Linked DNA regions of Gossypium hirsutum: region 1 is linked to region 2. A link is a contact called in public Hi-C data. All regions are on one chromosome and are shown on one strand. The core of a region is the stretch at or near the end of the contact, and the rest is flanking DNA. Distances in the headings are between cores, read along the strand shown.

Region 1 (3,398 bases), core at 213-2,712, 160 kb before region 2:
TTCTTTGATATAATAATATAAAATTCTACAACAACACATTTGATATCAGTTACAAAAAATCTGGTCCCTATTAATTGCCAACTATCTCCCTCCATACTTTGATTTTATTAATTGTTCAACTCAAACATCAAAATCTGTTTGTGATTCCAAATTAAATGCTCCAACATCCTTTTCTTTTTCTTTTAATTTAGATTTTCATATTTAAGATTTATATATTTTTTAAAAATAAATTTAATTAATTTTTAGAATTATACTAATCACAAATTAGTTTATAGGTGAAAAAAAATTTATGATTACTAGAATCGAATCGAACTATCCTATCAAATTGGTTGGATTAAGAACTAATTGGTATATTAATTTAAATAGAGATTTTCTTTTTTGAAAGATAAATTTATTGATTCATTCAATAAATGAAACATACAATTTAGAGAAGAAAATAACAAATATTTATTGTAGATGATGAATGACAAACTTCATTAACATAATAAAGACTTTATAATGTCAATAGAATATCATGACACATTAAGATTAATTGAACCAAATTAAAAAAGTTATTGAAGAATTGTTTTTACTATTTTTAGTAATATTTTTAACTTTTTATAATTTTTTATAATTTATTTAAGTAAAATCCATCTTGTCAAATATGATATTTTAAAAACCAAAAAGGAAAATGATACTGACACTACTTTTTGTGTCGGGAAAGTGAAACACGCTTGTTTTAACCTGATTTAGCCTAATTTTAAGATGATATTACTAACGGTTTTTTAATTAGTTAATAGATTACATAATTTTAGTAATATATTAATATGATTTTTAGTCACGCTTAGTGTTTGGGTAAATTATTTATTTTAATTTTTTTCTAATCTTTATATATTTAGAATTTAATATTATATTTTTATTTTTAGAAATTTAATGTTTTTATTTTTTTAATTTAAAAATTTAGGTTAATTTATTAATACTATTATAATTTTTTTAAATTTTCTAGTATGACATTTTGAAATTAAAAAGATATTCAGAATTCATGTAACAAACAAAATAATATTGTAATGAACTGAAATTTAATAAAAAAATTAATGATATTAATAATTCTTAAAAATTTACATTAATATTTTAACCATAATAAAATGTTTAGATTAACTAATAATATTATAAAAATTGAGATATTAAATTATGTCTAAATTAAAATATAGAGATTCAATTTCCAATTTGAGTGAAATATAAAAATAAAAAATAAAAAATAACAATTGTTATATAATTTTAAAAAAAGTGAAGGAATTGACCATAATCTGTTCATGTAAGAGGAAAGTGAGAAAAGTACAGCTAAGGCCTTTCTGTAGTTATATAGAAATTGTTTAAGGTAGTAAGTTCAAAAAAAAAAAAAACTAATCCGTAACCAACCAATTAACGTTACCGACAGAAGATATCACGCGCATAAAAATTTCATAGCAAAAGCCTCTGGTAGGTCCAAAATGGCATCGGCTCCTTTGAACGTAAAGGACTGACCACTAGTTGTAAATGCTCCTTTAATGCTTCCACTCTTCCTGATAAGATTTTTTAACTCTAATGTCTCTTACCATTTCTTTTCTTTTTGCTTCCAATTTTACTTCCCACAAGAATCTTTCTCAGATTCCATTTCTGGTTTTCCTTTTGGTATTAGTTTCACTTCAACAGAAGAGAGCAAAAGCTTTTTATGCCTCTTTGATTAAACTACTTGAGCTATCCTTGAAAAAAAAAACCAGAAAGGAAAAATGGGTGTTTTGAGCTCTGTAATGGGTGTTTTTGGATTCGGAATTGGAACTTCGGTTGGGATCGTCATTGGGTATTACATGTTCATCTACTTCCTTCCCACTGATGTTAAGGTTTGTTTCTTTCTTGGTTGAATTTCCTTTTGCTTTTCTTAGTTTTTGTCAGAGTCCCTTTTTTTTCCTAGGTGCCTGTTCTTGTTCTTCCATAAGCGGCTTGAATTTTTGTTGTTAAAACAATGAACAAGTGCTAAAAAAATGATAACTTTATTCTAAGCTGATCGAATGTTTCTTTTTTACTCTTATAATTTAATGGTTAATTCAAGTTGTTCTTTTTGAGTTTATGAATTCTGTCTTCCTGTTTCACCGTGCAAAGATTTGTAATTTGTAATGTTCTCGCTTTGAGAGATTTATATCCATGATTTTCAGTCGAAAAGAACATGATTTTGAAATGATCAGGCATTAGCTTAGGCTTTTCTAGGGAAAATTTAAGTTTGAGGATTCACAATTTTTTCTCTGCAGGTATTAGCATTCTAAAACATGAATAAATAAATAAACATAGAGGTATTCTTTTGTTTATTGCTTTTTTTTTCTGGGATTTTGCTTTTTGTACTTGATCACCATTGACCAACCGGTTTGGCCTGTGTCGATGTCTGTTGGTGCCACTTATAAGAAGCTGTAGTTATCATATGAAGCTATCATATAGGAAAACAACGAATAAATCAGCCTTTTGAACCATTGATAAGATGGTCACATTGTATGTTTTGGTTGTTCAGGATCCTAAAATCCGTCCTTTGGTTGAGGAAGACTCTAAAACTTTGCAGCAGTTGCTTCCAGAGATCCCTTTGTGGGTCAAAAATCCAGATTTTGACCGTGTATGTTCTCCTATCCTATGTCCTTTCATTTCTGTATTTGGGTCTTTAAGTGCTTCATATTAAGGTATGCATCAAGGTTATCACTGTCTGTTTCTCTGCAGGTTGACTGGCTTAACAAATTTATCGAGACCATGTGGCCTTATCTAGATACGGTATGTATAACTGCAATGACCTTTCACATATATGGCCTCTCTTATATTATTGAATTCCTTATCAAGTATCGGCACTTCGTTTTTCAAGGCGATTTGCACAACTGCTAAGAATATAGCAAAGCCCATTATTGGTGAGCAAATTCCAAAATACAAAATTCAATCAGTTGAATTTGAAACACTTACTTTGGGTACCCTGCCACCAACTTTTCAAGGTTGACTACTCTTTTCCATTACATTCTACACATACATAATATCAACTTCATATGACATATAAGATGCATATGGTGGTTTTGAATATTTTAGCTTATTTACACAAATTTTTGCAGAGAAATACTCATTATTGTTCTTATTATATGCCAGGAATGAAAGTCTATGTCACTGATGAGAAGGAAATTATTATGGAACCATCACTTAAGTGGGCAGGCAATCCTAACATCATTATCGCAGTTAAAGCTTTGGGATTAAAAGCCACTGTTCAGGTATTTGCTAGTGTACTGGTGGATTAAAAGAAAGAAATATGTATGTGAAAACATGAGAGAAATTTGCACACATTCTGTCTGTCTCTCTCATGAACTATGTGCACCCTTGTGTGGACAAAATTATTCCACAAGATCTAGTAGGAAAAATTC
Region 2 (3,496 bases), core at 109-2,608:
AATTGATGTTGAGGTTCATGTGGTTAATTTTACCCTAGCCTCGTATTCATATGTATTGAGGTCAGGGTTCTTTACCAAAAAATTTGAGAGAATTTGATTTCCATAATTTGGGACATGATGAGATGATGTTATATAATTTCAACAGTTACAGGTGTTGAGGTTAAGCTTTTTTTTCAAAGATATTTTTGAGAATCTTATACTTGTATCGATACAAATTTAACTTGTAGTACCTAACATTTGTTGTCAAGGGTGGTTTTGATTTAGTTCAATCAGATTTTTTAAATTTTCTGAACCATCCATCATAATTCGGTTTAGTTCGATTTGGTTCTCAATTTTTTTATATGAATTTATTGTTTTTATTTTTTGACTTATTTTGATAAAATGAGGTTTATTTTATGACTTTTAAATATTATTTAAAAAATTAGATCTTTTTCATAAATATTTCTCAAAAACAATAATTCTTTAAGAACTTTTAAATTATTAACTATTTTAAATATAAAATATTTATTTTTATATCATAAAAACTAAAATTAATTATATGTAAATAAAAAATAAAATTTAATTCAATTTCGGGTCATTGTGATTTTTTAACTTATATTCGATAAACTATCTAAATATCTCGATTTGAGTTGATTTTTATTCTTAGCCCTAGTGAGGGTTAACCTTCATCTTTTATTGTTTTTCCCTATGCTCCTGAAATTTGGACTCTTAAAATTACAAAAAAAATTTAATATCCATTTGACTCTTTAATCTATACCTTATCTCACAATGCAGCATATCTATATTCATGATATAGTCATGTTTACATTATCTTTTTCATGAACACTATCATATGTTATTTTATAACATAGTTTATTTTTTTCCCTTGGGAGTTTTCTAACAAGCTAATGGCCCAATCATAAATGTTGCTTAAACAAGAAGACAAATATTTGAATGAGATGATGAAGAAATTCTACTTTGGATGTCAAAGCACTTGGATGGTTAGAAGAAGTTGCAGAATACTTGGGTTGGTCCATAAACAATTGCATAAGGGATAGGGAAGGAAGCAAAAGGAGAGGTTAGTGCAGAGGCAATCAACAATGGTCCCCTATTTTGTGGACGGTCCCGATCGGAGAAAAGAACAAAAAGAGTAGACTTTTAGCTCACTGCCAAAAAGGAGTCAGAGGGAGAAAAAGGTGTTTCTTCGGGAAAGGACATTCACAGCCTTTAATCTGGGCCCAGCAATTGACCCCCAAAGCCCATCCCCTGTCTTCATCACTCCCCCAAAAGACAAAATCCACATTCATCTTTCATAATCCCAAATGCTCAAAATAATAATAAGATATATATGGTATAATATTTTTACCAAGCTCAACCTAGTGAATTTGACAGTTTTTCCGAGTGATTTTTTTCTTTCAGAAAAAGAAAAAACAACTGGCGTCTGACAGTAATGCAGTGGGCAGCTGCATTTATAATAGGGCCAATCTTTAGAACCGGCAGATCACGCCGTCAAACCAGATGAGTATAGTACCCTTAGCAATTCACAGTCTCTAAGCCCCACGTAAAATAGTAACCTTCATCAACTCCGTCCCGAGTTAACGTTTCAATCGTTCTTCCTGCTGCCATGGGGACCCTCCCTCCCTCCCTCCCTCATGTTTGACTCACAGAGCTGACAAGCTTTAAAAACTAGTAAATTCAACGTTAACCCTTTCTGTGTTCTACCATTTTCAATTCCATGTAGTGTACGATGCGAACCATGGGCCATCGTATTGCCGTGTCTTTAGCGGTTTCATGCAATCCAGACTCCGCCCTTTCACACACTCTCTCCCTGACTTTTTCAGAGTTCAGATTTTGTATTTGTTTATTTCATATCCAACATTTGATGCTTTGGGAACTACGATCCTCTTTGCGACCCAATATACAGTACAACTCTATTTAACGTAGTGAGCTACTGATAGTAAAGCCTTCACCTCTCTCTGAGCTCAGGAAAAGAGAAGAACACTGAAATGAGAAGCTTTTACAGTTATCTTCTCTGTGTTTTCTCGACTCTTCTACTACTCTTCTCAGCCATCGTCTATGGTTCCAGTGATCTTGAAGTTCTGTTGCTGCTCAAGTCTTCAATGATTGGACCCAAAGGTTTGGGACTCGAGAACTGGGAATTCTCTTCATCTCCATCAGCACATTGCCGTTTCTCTGGTGTTCAATGCGATGAGGATTTCAGTGTTGTTGCTCTGAACGTGTCGTTTGCTCCTCTCTTTGGCACTATTCCTCCTGAAATTGGGCTTCTCAACAAGCTAGTCAACCTCACTATTTCTTCCGATAGTCTTACGGGGAGGATTCCTGTGGAGATGGGTAATTTGACTTCTCTTAAGATATTCAACATCTCCAACAATGTTTTCCAAGGCAGTTTCCCTGGAGAAATCTTTGCAGGCATGATTCACCTCGAGACTCTCGATGCTTATAACAATAACTTCACGGGTGTTCTTCCCATTGAGGTCGTCAATCTTAAATATCTCAAGCATTTATCTTTCGGAGGCAACTTTTTCATGGGAGAGATACCGGAGGAGTACTCTGAAATCCAGAGCTTGGAATATTTGGGTCTTAATGGCATCGGTTTAACAGGGAAAACTCCTGCCTTTTTGGCTAGTTTAACAAACCTCAAATACTTGGTAATCGGATACTTCAACGCCTACGTTGGAGGCATTCCACCTGAGTATGGGTCATTGAGTCAACTCGAACTTCTCGACATGGCAAGCTGTAACCTAACCGGTGAGATTCCTTCGAGTTTGAGCAATTTGAAACACTTGCACTCCTTGTTCCTTCAACTCAACCGTCTCACCGGCCGTATCCCTTCTCAACTCTCTGGTTTAATCAGCTTGAAATCACTTGATCTTTCTATAAATGAACTCACAGGGGAGATACCGGACAGTTTCTCTGCTTTGAACAACATTACGCTTATAAATTTGTTCAAAAACAATCTCTACGGTTTGATACCGTCATTCGTAGGCGATTATCCTCATCTTGAAGTGTTTCAGGTGTGGGGAAACAACTTTACGTTTGAATTGCCCCAGAATCTGGGGCGCAATGGGAAGCTTTATAAGCTTGACGTTGCTTCGAATCACCTCACTGGATTGATTCCTCGGGATTTATGCAGGGGGGGGAGGTTGGAGACGTTGATTATGATGGAAAATTTCTTCTTTGGTCCACTCCCTGAAGAACTTGGCAACTGCAAGTCTCTTACCAAGATTCGTATCATGAAAAACCTTCTCAATGGGACGATTCCAGCTGGGATTTTCAACTTGCCATTGCTGAGTATTATGGAGTTAGGCGACAATTTCTTCTCCGGTGAACTTCCATCACATATGTCGGGTGCTTCGCTTGGTCAGTTAAAAATTTCAAACAATTGGATCAGTGGAAAAATTCCTCCGGCAATCGGCAATTTGCGGAGTTTACAAGTTTTGTCTCTTGAAATGAACAAGTTTTCAGGTGAAATCCCCGGAGAGATCTTTAATATCAA

Evidence for each region. Hi-C and Micro-C count contacts between places; a contact is called where the count stands out from the background.
Region 1: a contact with region 2 is called in a Hi-C map of leaf, with 2.0 times the contacts expected there. The contact joins the promoter of LOC107951341 here to the promoter of LOC107951343 in region 2. A contact is called at or near these places in 15 of 34 Hi-C or Micro-C datasets (callus, fibers, hypocotyl and 3 more).

Annotation. Positions count from the first base shown.
Region 1 is chrA02:29,985,066-29,988,463 of Gossypium_hirsutum_v2.1, reverse strand. LOC107951341 (synaptotagmin-2) reads left to right here and starts at 1,462. Exons shown (of 12, transcript XM_016886350.2): 1 at 1,462-1,859; 2 at 2,519-2,617; 3 at 2,719-2,769; 4 at 2,858-2,981; 5 at 3,130-3,248. The coding sequence starts at 1,749.
Region 2 is chrA02:29,826,265-29,829,760 of Gossypium_hirsutum_v2.1, reverse strand. LOC107951343 (receptor protein kinase CLAVATA1) reads left to right here and starts at 1,358. Exons shown (of 2, transcript XM_016886352.2): 1 at 1,358-3,496. The coding sequence starts at 1,986.